3 separate regions of the Sus scrofa genome follow, and all the other regions are linked to region 1. Evidence: chromatin contacts called from public targeted proximity ligation data. All regions are on one chromosome and are shown on one strand. The core of a region is the stretch at or near the end of the contact, and the rest is flanking DNA. Distances in the headings are between cores, read along the strand shown. Region 1 has its middle 69 kb from the start of CHST11. Region 2 overlaps CHST11 (carbohydrate sulfotransferase 11). Region 3 overlaps CHST11 (carbohydrate sulfotransferase 11).

What was found.
Region 2: a contact with region 1 is called in a targeted proximity ligation map of alveolar macrophages. A contact is called at or near these places in 3 of 47 Hi-C or Micro-C datasets (embryonic fibroblasts, fibroblasts and retroperitoneal adipose tissue) and 1 of 2 datasets of targeted methods (alveolar macrophages).
Region 3: a targeted proximity ligation map of alveolar macrophages shows a contact between it and region 1. A contact is called at or near these places in 1 of 47 Hi-C or Micro-C datasets (blood) and 1 of 2 datasets of targeted methods (alveolar macrophages).

Annotation. Positions count from the first base shown.
Region 1 is chr5:80,135,403-80,139,630 of Sscrofa11.1, forward strand. No RefSeq gene overlaps it. Among named protein-coding and RNA genes, the nearest start is that of CHST11, 69 kb to the left of the region's middle.
Region 2 is chr5:79,916,067-79,920,294 of Sscrofa11.1, forward strand. All of the region lies in intron 2 of CHST11 (carbohydrate sulfotransferase 11), which reads right to left. Among named protein-coding and RNA genes, the nearest start is that of CHST11, 150 kb to the right of the region's middle.
Region 3 is chr5:79,972,244-79,976,471 of Sscrofa11.1, forward strand. All of the region lies in intron 1 of CHST11 (carbohydrate sulfotransferase 11), which reads right to left. Among named protein-coding and RNA genes, the nearest start is that of CHST11, 95 kb to the right of the region's middle.

The DNA of each region.
Region 1 (4,228 bases), core at 994-3,493:
TAGGAAAAAAATGGGCAGAAGATGGGACAAAGGACCTGGAGGTGGGAAGCACAGGGAAAGGTTGTTTCCATAGAACACTATTTCCAGAAGTGGCTCTTTTCAACAGCTTTTTAAAGGTGATAGTGTTGCGAAAACGAGAGAAAGCTAAGGAGAAACTGTGGAAAGGGCTGAGGTTATGATGCTTTCTGCCTCCATCAAAAGCCCAGTCCAGCCGCGTTAAACAATTGGAGATATGTTAGCCCACCCAGGAGCAGGACAGGAAGCAGGCCAGCTCGTCTCTCCACTCTGCCACACACAGCGTCCATCTGAATCTCTGAAGGGTGGAACCAGGGACGTCGGAATAATGGGTTCACCAAGCAGGCCCTGGAAGATGACAACCAGCCAATGGTTACCTGCTCAGAAACTCCTGTGGGGGGTCCTTAGAGGACAAAAAATGCAGAAGCTACTGTAGAATAGTTTACAGGGTATTTTTAGCTGTTCAAAATCCCAGCAGCCTTACAAAGTAATTATTTTCATTTATTAATAATGGCCTCTAATTTTAATTCCTTTTTTTTTTTTTTTTTTTTTTTTTGCTTTTTGGGGCACACGTGCGACACATGGAAGTTCCCAGGCTAGGGGACAATCGGAGCTGTAGCCCCAGCCCATGCCACAGCCACAGCAATGCCAGATCCGAGCCGTGTCTGCAACCTACAACACAGATCCCAGCAACACCGGATCCTAACCCACTGAGTGAGGCCAGGGATCAAACCCTCATCCTCATGGATCCTAGTCAGGTTTATTAACCGCTGAGCCACGAAGGGAACTCCTGACTTTAATTCTTATAAACTCACATAATGTTTACATGGTTATAATCACGGATAGATAGGCCACACATACATAGGTACATATATACACACACAGTTGTGTGTATAATTTTTTCTCTCAAAACTATTCTGCAAATCTTTCTTCATGTTTTATAGTCACTACATAATTTTAAATATCAGCACAGCAATTTTTTCTCAATACGCCACCACCTTCTTAACCAAAGTCTATGATTTCCTTGAGTTGTCCGCTGTTACAGGCCATGCTGTGATGAAACTCTTTTGCATGTGGCATCTTCCCATGCCTACTGCTTCAGCGATTTTCGTCTTCCTTCCTGTCCCGTGGAAAAGAGAAGAACTTTCCCTGGAGCCTCCTGTGAAGCACTCCTCTGCCCTTCGGTTACCATCATTAAGGCACAGAGCTTCGAACTGTCCCGGATTATTTGAATGGGTCCAAAGCAAAAGGATCCTTAGAAGAGGGAGGAAAGAGGATGAGGGTAAGCAGAAGATGGGATGATGGAAGCCAGAGGTCAGAGTGATGCCAGAAGGTGGGGGGGTCACGAGCCAAGGAATGTGGGTGGCCCTGGAAGATGGGGAGACGAATTATTCCCTGAAGCCTCTAAAAACAACTCAGCTCTGCCAACACCTTGCTTATAGACTCTGGACACCAGAACTTCAAGGGAATAAATCTGCATTTTTTTTTCTTTTTGGCCACACCCACAGCATGCAGAAGTTTCCAGGCCAGGGATCGCACCCATGGCACAGCAGTGACAACCCTCTGTGCCACCAGGGAACGCCAAATGTACGTTGTTTTCAGCCACTCCATTTGTAGTCATCTGTTAGAGCAGCAGTAGAATGTGGATGCATCTGCCGCTAGGGCTGGGGTAGAAAAGGCACAAAGAGTAGCAATAAAAGAGTGATGATAAAAATACCTTCAAAGCCCCATGGAGGGCTCACTAGGTCCTGCACATCCTAGAGCAGGAGGCTCCAAGGAAAGTTCTTCTCTTTTCCACAGGACAGGAAGGAAAATGAAAACCTAAATTAGGGCGTCACAACTTTATGAGATGGTGTCATCATCATCCCCAGGTGGCAGACGTGAAGCTGAGGTCACAAGGTTAAGTGACTTCCCAAGGTGGCACCGCCTGTGAGAGGTTGAGTCAGGATTTGGACTTGGCGCAGAATCTAGGAAAGAAGCTGCTCCAGACTCGGCGGAGGTGCAGTCAGGTGGCAGAGGCAGGAGCACCCTCGGCCTCCCAGTGGACTGCAGAGGGCTCTTCCCTGAAAGTGTATTGAATGAGGGGCTGGATCGTGTGAGGGATACGGCGCTGAGGAACAGCCCTCGAAGGGGACTGACGTAGATTCTTCAGGATGCGGCAGGACCGGCTGGAGGGTCACCGCTCAGAAGCTCTGGGAGGATGTTCTTGCCTCCGCAGCTGTGCTTTGGCGCCTCTGACTTCCGGCAGCCAGCTCCGCCCTCCCAAGCCATAGCACCTTTGCCTGCAGGGAAGCCTCAGAGAGGGTTGCAAACGCCATCAGCCCTCTGTCCCTGGGGTCTTTTTGCAGGCTCTGAATTCTAGAGCTCATCTCTCTAACGAACAAAATGCCTCACAGCCTTGTCTTCCGAGGCAGAGCTTCTTGGATCCACCGCCGGCCACTGCGAGAAACTGTGCATGCTGAGCGCCACCTAGTGGTGCCCAGGGTCCTCAACGTTTCTTCTCAAACCTGGTCCGGAAGGGCTCTTCTTCCTCTGAGGTCTCACCAGGGAGGTGACTTAGGGTGTTTCCCTCCCTATCGGGTCTGGGACACTTTCGAGAAGCCCATGGCCAGTTCCTCCTGAAACTCTGTGAGCTTATATTGGGATTGTCCCATCCTGGGCTCTGCCTGAGGGTCCAGGATGCTGGTTCTGGGTTGAGACACAGAATAATTCTTTTCATCATTTATCAGCTCTGTGACCTGATTGAGGGTGGGGAAGCTGTGTGGGGGAATCAGCATCTCATTGCAACATGAGAGGAACTAGCAGAGGAAAGTGAATTTCAAAAAGCTGTTGAGGAGTTCCCGTTGTGGCTCAGTGGCTAACGAATCCGACTAGGAACCATGAGGTTGTGGGTTTGGTCCCTGGCCTTGCTCAGTGGGTTAAGGATCCGGTTTGTCGTGAGCTGTGGTGTAGGTCGCAGACGCGGCTCGGATCCTTCATTGCTGTGGCTCTGGCGTAGGCCAGTGGCTTCAGCTCCGATTAGACCCCTAGCCTGGGAACCTCCATATGCCGTGGAAGCAGCCCTAGAAAAGGTAAAAAGACCAAAAAAAAAAAAAAAAAAGCTGTCGAGAATACACATTATTTGACGATTTAGATAAAATGGACCAATTCCTTGAAAAATACAAATGAATGTAACCCACTCAATGTGAACTAGATAATATGAATATACGTACAACTATTAAGAAAATGAATTTGTAATTAAAAGCTCCCCCTAAAAGATGTCTCCACACCCACCCAGGTGGTGTCACTGGAGGATTCTACAGAATACTTAAAGAAGAATTAACGCTATATACACGAGGAGGGCACATTTCCAGTTCACTTTATGAAGTTAGTATTATCCTAGTATTACCCTGATATCAAACCAGACAAAGGCAGTACAAAAAAAGAAAACTAAAGATCAATATTCTTCGTGAATATAGATACAAAATCCTTAATAAAATATTAGCAAGTGGAATCCAGCAGTATATACAAAGAATTTATCCCAGACATGCAAGGCTGATTTAATATTTGAAAATAATCAGTGAGATCTACTATACTAACAAGCTAAAGAAGAAAATCCCATATTCATATAAATTGATGCAGAAAAGAGCATTTGACAAAATTCAATGCCCATTTGTGATTTAAAAACACTCAGAAAAAGTGGAAATGGAGGAACATTTTCTAAAAAGAATATCTACCAAAACCCACAAAACTCTACTTAATCTTGAAAGACTGAATGCTTTCCCATAATGTTGGGAACAAGACAAAGACCTCTACTCCTTTTTATTTGTTTTTTGAGCCAAGCCCTCAACATGCGGAAGTTCCTGGATCCAGGATTGAATTTTCACCACAGCAGTAACCACAGCCACAGCAGTGGCAACACTAGATCCTTAACCCACTGAGCCAGGCCGAGGATTGAACCCTCACCACCAAAGGCAATGCCGTATCCTTAACCCACTGCACCGTAGTAGGAACCCCCAAAGACATCTACTCTTAACCACTCTTACAAGAGTGCTCAAAGTTCTAGCCAGTGAAGTAAGGCAAGAAAAGGAAATAAAAGGCATTTGGACCAGAAAGGAAGATGTGTTTGCAGTTGACATGACTGTCCATGTAGAAAACTGCCAGGAAATCTACAAAAATATTCTCAAACTAATAAGGGGGTTTAGCAAAGACACAGGTGACAAAATAAATATAC
Region 2 (4,228 bases), core at 800-3,299, 220 kb before region 1:
GAGAAGAGATGTTTTAATGAAAGGAACCCAAGTGGGGGCACGTGCACCACTTATATCCACTTTGCTTTAGCAACTAGATACAGCTTTCCATCTGCCTCGCCCGTGTTCGCCCCGTGGAGTGGAGGCCGTCAGCTTTCCCTTTTAGCACGGCCAATTTACCAAGCTCATTGATGTTTTCCAGTCTCTTCTTTCTCGTTCAGCCTGGCTTCTCAGATGTCATTTTCCAGCCAGTTGGTGGGTTGGATTTCTAAACTTGGATCCCCCTGGCTTGGTTAGGGATTATCATCTTTATGATTGTAACAGCTACCATTTACAGAGTACGCACCACCTGCCAGGAATTGTTTTAAGCATTTAACATAAATGAGCTCGTTTAATCATCGCCACAAGCCCTATGAAGTGGGTACTACTCCTGTTCCCACTTTACAGAGGCGGCTAACGGTGGCACAGAGAGGTTAAGCAGCTTACCCAAGGCCACACAGATAGAGTGGCCGTCAGAATTCTAAGCCGGTCCCTGTGATTCCTGCCCCTCTGATGTACAGGCCGTGTATAATCCTCTCCCCCTTGAGCACAGAGGACCTGGGAAGATGATGGAACATCACTTCCATAATTATGGGACATTATCGGGCAAAAGCAAAGGGATTTTGCAGATGTTAAGGTCTTTAATCAGTTGACTGTGCTAATCTAAAAGAAAGGTATCCTGGATGGGCCTGACCTTATTAGGTAAGCATTTTAAGTAGGGCTGAGCCTTTCTATATGCTCAGAGAGACTCTTGTTGCTGGCCTGGAAAAACCAAGCTGCTGTGATTTTTGACAGCTAAAAGAAAACGAGTTCTGCCAATAACCACGAGAGCTTGGAAAGGGACCTGAGCCTGGCATGGACCGTCGCCCTGGCAGACACCTGGCCTGCAGCCTGGTGAGACCCTGCGCAGAGGCCCAGCCAAGCCTGCCCAGACTCCTGAGCCATGGAAACTGGGATAATAAATGTGTGTTGCTGTCAACCGCTAAGTTTTGTGGTCATTTGTGAGGTGGCAATAAAAAAAAAAATAAATAAAGCCAGTAAGAGGCAAGGCTGGGATACACACCCAGACAGCCTGGGTCTAGAGTTCTCACCTTCACCACTTTCCTATGTGTCATTCTGGGATCTAGGATGGATGGAAAAGGAGTCACTGAGTAGCTTGAGCAGGAGACCCAGCTCTTATGAAACTTGGGGTACCCCATTCTCACCCCATCTCCCCAGGTTCCTCACCCTGTTTCAGGAACAACATTAGCCACAAAGCAGGCACAGAGGCACCCAGCATAGACCCTGGCGACCAACAGGGAAGAAGGCACTTAAATAACGAAAACTAAAATAATTACAGTCGGTAAAGGGCTAAAAAAGAGAGGTAAAGGGGCTAAGAGACCACAGAACAGGTCCTCGGGCTGAGCAGGAGTCCACCAATTAGAGGGGAGGAGAGGAGAAAGCTTTTCAGGCAGCAGAATAGCATGTGCAAAGGCCCAGAGGCAGGAAAAAGCCAGTACAGCAGGAGAACTGAGCCAGGGCCTGTATAGTGGGAAGGGGAAGAGGGGCTTGAGATGAGACTCAAGAGGGAGGGAGAGGCCAGCGCAAATGAAACGAAGCCCTCGTTACCGCTGGTGCTGGGCCTCTTCCATCAGACGAAGTCAACGCTGCATCACCCTGGATAATAGAAACTCACTGCACTGATACCAGTGGCCCCACTGCTGCTTTCTGAGAAGGAAACCGGAAATGCTTCCACACTCAGCAAGCTCTGAGAGGCTCATGTTGTGACCCTGACAGCTGAAAAGAGAAACCTTTTTTTCCTTTTGTCTTTTCTTGAAAGCAAAAAACTGAACCCTGACGAGACGGTCTAGGCGCATGTGGTCGCGGGCCCCGTGAGGTGAGGGGCCACCTGTCAGCACTTGTCAGCTGCAGATAAGGCCCCCGAAGGAAACTCAGGAAAAATGGGACGTTGGGGATTAAGCAAGAGCACTGCCGTCTCCTGTCTCCTGACCTCAGACTTGAGGCCGAGGCCCTGACACGCATTGCTCCCAGGCCTCTGAGTCACCATGTGGGGAGCAGCATGTGTTCTGGGACTTGCAGGAGCCTTGGCAGATGGAGACAGAGCCCTGTGCCAGCAGCGAGGGGGCATGAGATGGCCAGAGTTGACTTCCCGTTGCTGTCCCTTGCCGGCTGTGTGACCTCAGGCAAGTTGTTCACCTCTCTGTTCCTTGGCACCTGTCCAACAAAGTTTCTACATTCTAGGGTTGTGAGGATTCAGCTGGCAGCAAAGCACCCGAAGAGTGTCTGGCACACAGTGAGTGTGCAAGGAACACAGGCCCAAACGACTCTTCTGGCTCTGACCACTTCCACTGCTGTATCACCACCATCACCATCGTCTCACCAAGCAGAGAACCGGGCTTAGGAATAGGGAATAAGCCTTCATCTTCCACAACTCCAAAATGGAGTTAACGATGCATGAACTACTCAAGAAGGAGAGGTTCAGAAGCGCCCTCCAGCCCCAGTACTGGGGGCGCCCCACCCTTGTTCACCACGACTGTGCAGAGACTTCCTCAAGTTCCAAGGCCAAGAACACCTTATAATTTTTTCTGCCTCAATGGGGCTCTGAACCCGGGCTCACTAAATCATCTGCCGATTGCTCTCTGGTACCCTAACGGGTCTGACTCCAGAGAAAGGATGTGCGGCTTGATTTAGATTAATAAATAAGCATCTCATTTACTTTTTTAAAAAAATCACATGGAAAAACAGCCCATTCCCTGAGGAAGCTCCAAGGAAATGCTGCCTTGATAGCCACAAGCATATTTGGACCAGGCTTTGGGGGCTGCCCAGACCAGAGATGGCAATTAAGAAAAACATAAAGCATCTGCATATGCTTCCCAAATGTATAGAACTCTTTCACACGCGTTATTTCATTCACTCTTCCCCCATCCTATAAAGTATTCCACGTCTTGTTTCTCAGGGGTTCCATGAATGCTGCTTTTAAGGTTCAGATGAATAGACAAACGTTCTGGCCTTTTAAAAAGAAGCTGTTAGTGACATAATTCTAAGAGGGAGTGCTGGTTAGAAAGAATTGAACAGAAGGTTTTACGAGGTTTTTTAAGAAGCTTTTCTTATTAAATCACTATAAAACCTCACCAAAATAGCTCAAACTAACTTGGGAGAAGGCCAGTCACAATTAGGGGAAAGCTTGCAATGCAGAATATTCTTTTAAATGTACTTTTAATATGTGAAGCTCCACACAGTGAAAGGAACCCACGGTTGTAAAGTGCCTGTGTCTTTCACACACAAACAAGACTCTGTGCATTAGGCTGCTGTCCTGAAAGAGGGGAAACAATTCCACTGGGTGAGCTTGGAGGAGCCAAGTCCACTTGCTGGGTCTCAATTGCTTCATCTGAACACAAAAAGCTACCAAGGGAAAGGACTGGATCACTCCAGGTACCTCCCGGCCCTCCAAGACTTGTCTTTTCCAATTATGTTCCCGCAATGAATTTCCTTCACGAATTCCACTGCATGCCGAACTCGGAGGCAATGTTACACAGTCCAAATTAGCAGCGTTCAAATTAATGAGCTTTTCACTGTCTTCCAGGCAGATTTGGAGATGAAAAAGAAGAGAGAAAAAGAAATGAGATCTAGTTAGCGCACTTGCTAACACGGAACAGCAGGTTCACAGGGTCAATTTCCACACCCAGGGCACCTGTTTTGTGGAAGCCTCAGAGAGAGGTATTTTGCTTTGCCTTTTTAGTGTTTTTTAAAGTAAAGAAGCATTAGTGAATTGCCTATTTGTCTAATAGAAGAGAGTAACAGGATGACTGCTGGGGTCTTTGCAGAGCACGAGACAGGCACCGCCATGTGTGAGGACATATGCTGCGGGCAGTCCATCCAATCTTCCAGAACACTGGGATGGTTCCAATTTCTCTTCTCAGGAAAGGATGGTTCCAGCGTCGCTTAGTGACAAGGTTAGGCCTAATAACGGCAACAGCCAAGTCTGAGTCTTTACTGTGTGTGACAGACAGAATTGTCCCCTCCTCGAATTCCTATGTTGACGCCCTCCTCCCCCCACCCCCCGCCCCCAGTGTGACTGTGATTCTTAAAACAGGGCTTTTAAGGAGGTCATTACATTTATGTGCCGTCGAAAGGGTGGGGCCCTAATCCCACAGGATTGGTGTCCTTAGAAGAAGAGGAAGAGACACCAGAAATCCCTCTCCTACCTCAA
Region 3 (4,228 bases), core at 1,003-3,502, 160 kb before region 1:
ACGGCGTCACCAACCACCCCCACCCCACTGCACGATGCTAAGGAACCCCAAGCCTCTGACGCCCAGAGGGAGACCCAAACTTGTGTGACCCAAGCTCTGCCCTCAGAGGCCTATCCTCACCCACTTACAGGAAATAAGAGTTCCACACGGACCCACATAAAGAATCTGACACAACCACTTCTTTGTTTTTTTCTTTTTTGGTCGCCCCGAGGCCTAAGGAGCTCCTGGGCCAGGGATCAGATCTGAGCCACAGTCGCAACCTAAGCTGCAGCTGCCGCAACACGGGATCTTTAACCCACTGGGCCGGGCCGGGGATCGAACCTGCGTCCCAGGGCTCCCAAGATGCCGCTGATCCCTTTGTGCCACAGAGGGAACGCCAACCGAGCCTCTTCTCTGTGGTGGCTCTGAGTATTCTGCTTAGCAACAGCCATCCACACAGAAGCTGAAAACTATTTTTCAAATGTTTTCCCTTTTTAAAATTGAGATGTAATTGACGTTTCCCATTAGTTTCAGGTATACAACAGGAGGATTTGATATTTTCACATACTGCAAAATGATCACCGCCATAAGTCTAGTTAATAGGTAGCATTCATCACCAGGATGACAAATATTTTTTCCTTGTGCTGAGACCTTTGAAAATCTACTCTCTTAGCCACTGTCGGTTAGGCAATACCGTCACCAGGCTATTCAAGACATTCTCAAAACTTACTTTTTTTTTAAAACTCGAAGTTCATAGCTCTGGGACCCCATCACCCATTTCGTCACCCTTCCACCCCCCGCCCCACCCCCGCCTGGGACAACAAGTTCAAACCATCTCTGAAAAGCCTCTGGTAGAGCTGCTCCCGGTGGCTGGGCACCTGAGATGAAGAGTTTCTGCCTGAAGGGAGGGATGGTGAATGGCACGACGGATTCATCTTATGCACGTGGGAAGGGGAGTCGGGAAGAGGGGGGACAAGCAGGACAGCCCTGATTTGCAGGGGAAGGCACCGAGGGCTCAGGTTCCAGAAGTCTCATCTGTCTCAAGTCGCAGACAGATGCGGAGGCTTCAGGGGCCTGGGAAGCCCCTCTGGCAGGCCCACCAGCTGGGCCACCGGCCCTTCGTCCCTTTATTTATGGAGGCGGCTGACAATGGCCAAAAGCAGAGGGAGGCTCTGGGTGAAAGTGAAGATGAAATATTGCTGAGCACCAATAATTGCACAGCCCTGTGAGCAGAGGACAGGGCGGCCGGTGCCGGGAATTGCTCTCTGGACACATCAAAGCACTCGGCTTGGTTTGGGGCCTCAGTCCTGGCTGTCCACACCCCTGAAACGCCCCCCACAGCCTCCCCCAAGTCAAGAGCCCTAGGAAACAAACCAACCTGAACACCAGAACCATGCGGAGCCTCCTCCTCTGTCCCCCTTATAATCTGTCAGCTGGAGGGGGGAGCAGTGGAAAAGGGGCGTTGGGGGGGGGGGGAGGTTGGAGCCAAAGCTGGCTTCTACTCCGTCCATCCGAGTCACCTGGGACAGGTCCCTTGAGCTCCCCGAGCCTCAGTTTCCCATCTGTGAGATGGGGCAGCGTGTCATTACCAGGACTGGTGATAATATTATAAGTAATTTGCATAAATATAGCATCAGCTGACATTACTCCATCTTCTGTTCCTAAGAGGTCTTTCTTGTCCTTCCAGAGCTCACCCCAGGTTCATCTTCCACCTCCGTCAAGTGTTTCAGGGTCTGCTTCTGGGAGCACTCCCTGCCCCCTGGGCTCAGTAACCCCTTCCTCCCGAGGGCAGGGCTCCTCTCGGGGCTGCAAGCTGTGCAAGGGCCTTGGAGCCCCTGCCTGGAGAGCAGCAGGGAGACTGGACCTCTGCAGAGACTCCCTTTGTGAGCCTGCCAGCACTCAACCTGTTGCTTTTAAGGCCAGGCCCTTGCCAGCTCCATCTGCCTCGGGGACAAGCTGTTTAATGGAGCAAGAGTTGGCTCCAGGGAAGACAATGCATTTTAATGCTTCCGGACACAGGAATCAGACCGAACCCTGCCTTCCAGGTGTGGCCAGGAGGGGCTTTGAAATCATGCAGCCCAACCCCCTCCTCGGCACCTGAGCCTAGGGTGGCCGGGTGGCTGCTCTGAGGTCCCATAGCTGGTTAGTAGCAGTCCGTTCCTGGCTCAGGACCAGCCCTGACTCCGAGTCCTACAAAGAAGCAGCATCTCTTATAAATGCTAAAAATATGCAGAGGATGACAGGAAGTGAAAGCGAAAGAGGAAAAGGCAAAGATATGCGCCGCGAGTCTAGAAAACCAGCGAGACTTCTGGGTTCTTCTAGATTCGTGAAATTTAACCCACTGGAAAGTGAAAACCCTATCACACAAATACATTTCCTGCTGCCAGGGATCCAATTCTCTTTACCCTCCTCATCTTCGCTGCCCACTCTGCCCACAGATACTCCTTCCCATGGCATGGGGAGGGACCATGACCCTGATGTTGCAAGATCAAAGGAACAGAGCAAGCCCCAAGGGGAGGAGAAGCTTGGGTATCACCTCCTGCCTGCTGTGGCTGGAACTGGAGCTTCCTATGCCATGCGCTTGGCATTAACGAAATACGTTGGGGGTCGGGGGTGGACCAGAGAAGACCCCCATGGCGATGTTAAATAGCGCTGGATGAACAAAGGAACGGATGGCTGAGTGAGGGGGCCGGTGAATGAAATAGTTCTCATCACAAGCTTAAAAACTGGTTTTCTAACAACTTGGTACCCCACCTCCACCAGCCCAGTGCAGCTTCAGGTCCCCCTTTTTCGTAATTCTGGATGGGAAAACAATGCCAGTGTAATTGACTGGCTCAGAATGCACACTTCTGGTCCTGGCTCAAGCCCATATGAACCCTGACATAGGAAGGCCCTCCGAGAGCAACAAGTACAGGCAGTGTCATAGAAGTCTCGGCTAAACGAAAACCTGGGGCAGAAAAGCCATGCCGGAACAGAGGTTGAAGGTGAGCTGCTCTGGTGGGAAGGGGATGCTCACCTCTCTACACTTCCATCCTCCCAGCAGCTCCTGGAGTTCCTTGGTGGAACCCCAGGATCCCTGGCACCCAGGAGAAAGTGCCTGGTCTCATTTTATTCAGCAGAGGAAATAAAAGCCTAGAGCAAAGGACACATCCTCAGTCATTGCCAGGGCAGTGATGCCAGCACCAGAGCTCACATATCCTTGCTTCTGGTCCCTTCTCATCTCCAATCACTCCACCAACCACTGGTCTGCCACACCCACCAAGACAGGCACTTCCTCCATAGAACATGGGTCCCTGTGCCTCTGTACCTTTGCACATGCCATTCCCGCCACCTAGCTTGTCCTTCCTCTCCCACCCTTGGTCCTTCTTGCTGCCTGTGACTCTAAGATGACCTTCAACAATCCCCAAATCCTGAGAGTCGCAGCCTTGTCTAATTTCCCTTCCCCCTTGAGCAGGGGCTAGCCTAGCAACTTCCTTCTAATTAATGGAATACAGCCAAGGTGAGGAGATGGCACCTCTGTGATTATGTCACATAAAATAACAACTTCTGATCTGCCATCACTCTCTCTTGATGGCTTTGATGGAACAAGTTGCCATGCTGTGAGCTGCCTGATGGGGACACCCACTGACAAGAACTGAAGGAGGCCTCCAACCAACAGAGAGTAGGAACTGAGGCCCTAAATCCAACAGTCTACAAGGAACCAAATCCTGCCTGCAACCATGGGAGCCTGAAAGTAGATCCTTCCCCAGGCATGCCTTTTGATGAGACCTCAGCCCTGGCTGACATCTTCACTGTGACCCGTGAGAATCACTCACAGAAGCTCCATCTAAGCCTTGCCCATACTCCTGATCCACAAAAGCTATGATGTAATAAATTTGTGTTGTTGTAAGCTGCTAAACTTGTGACAATTTGTTACACAGCATTGGTAACTAATACACTGCCCTAAGAAATACACCTGCCTTTTGAAAGAGAGCTCAAAGAATATTTTGCTTCCCTGAAAAGTCAGGCACTCCCTCCACAACCACCACCTCCACTATCACTGCCATCCTCACCATTGTTATCATCACAGACCTACCCCAGGTACGTGGCTTTAGTGCTTTACATCTATTATGTCATTTAATCCTTACAACCAATGTATGACAGAGGTACTATTACTTAACCTAATTTTACTGAGGAGAACACTGAGACCCAGAGAGATTTTTAAGACACACAAGTCTATAACAATAACTCTTTCCCTACTGTCTTTCTT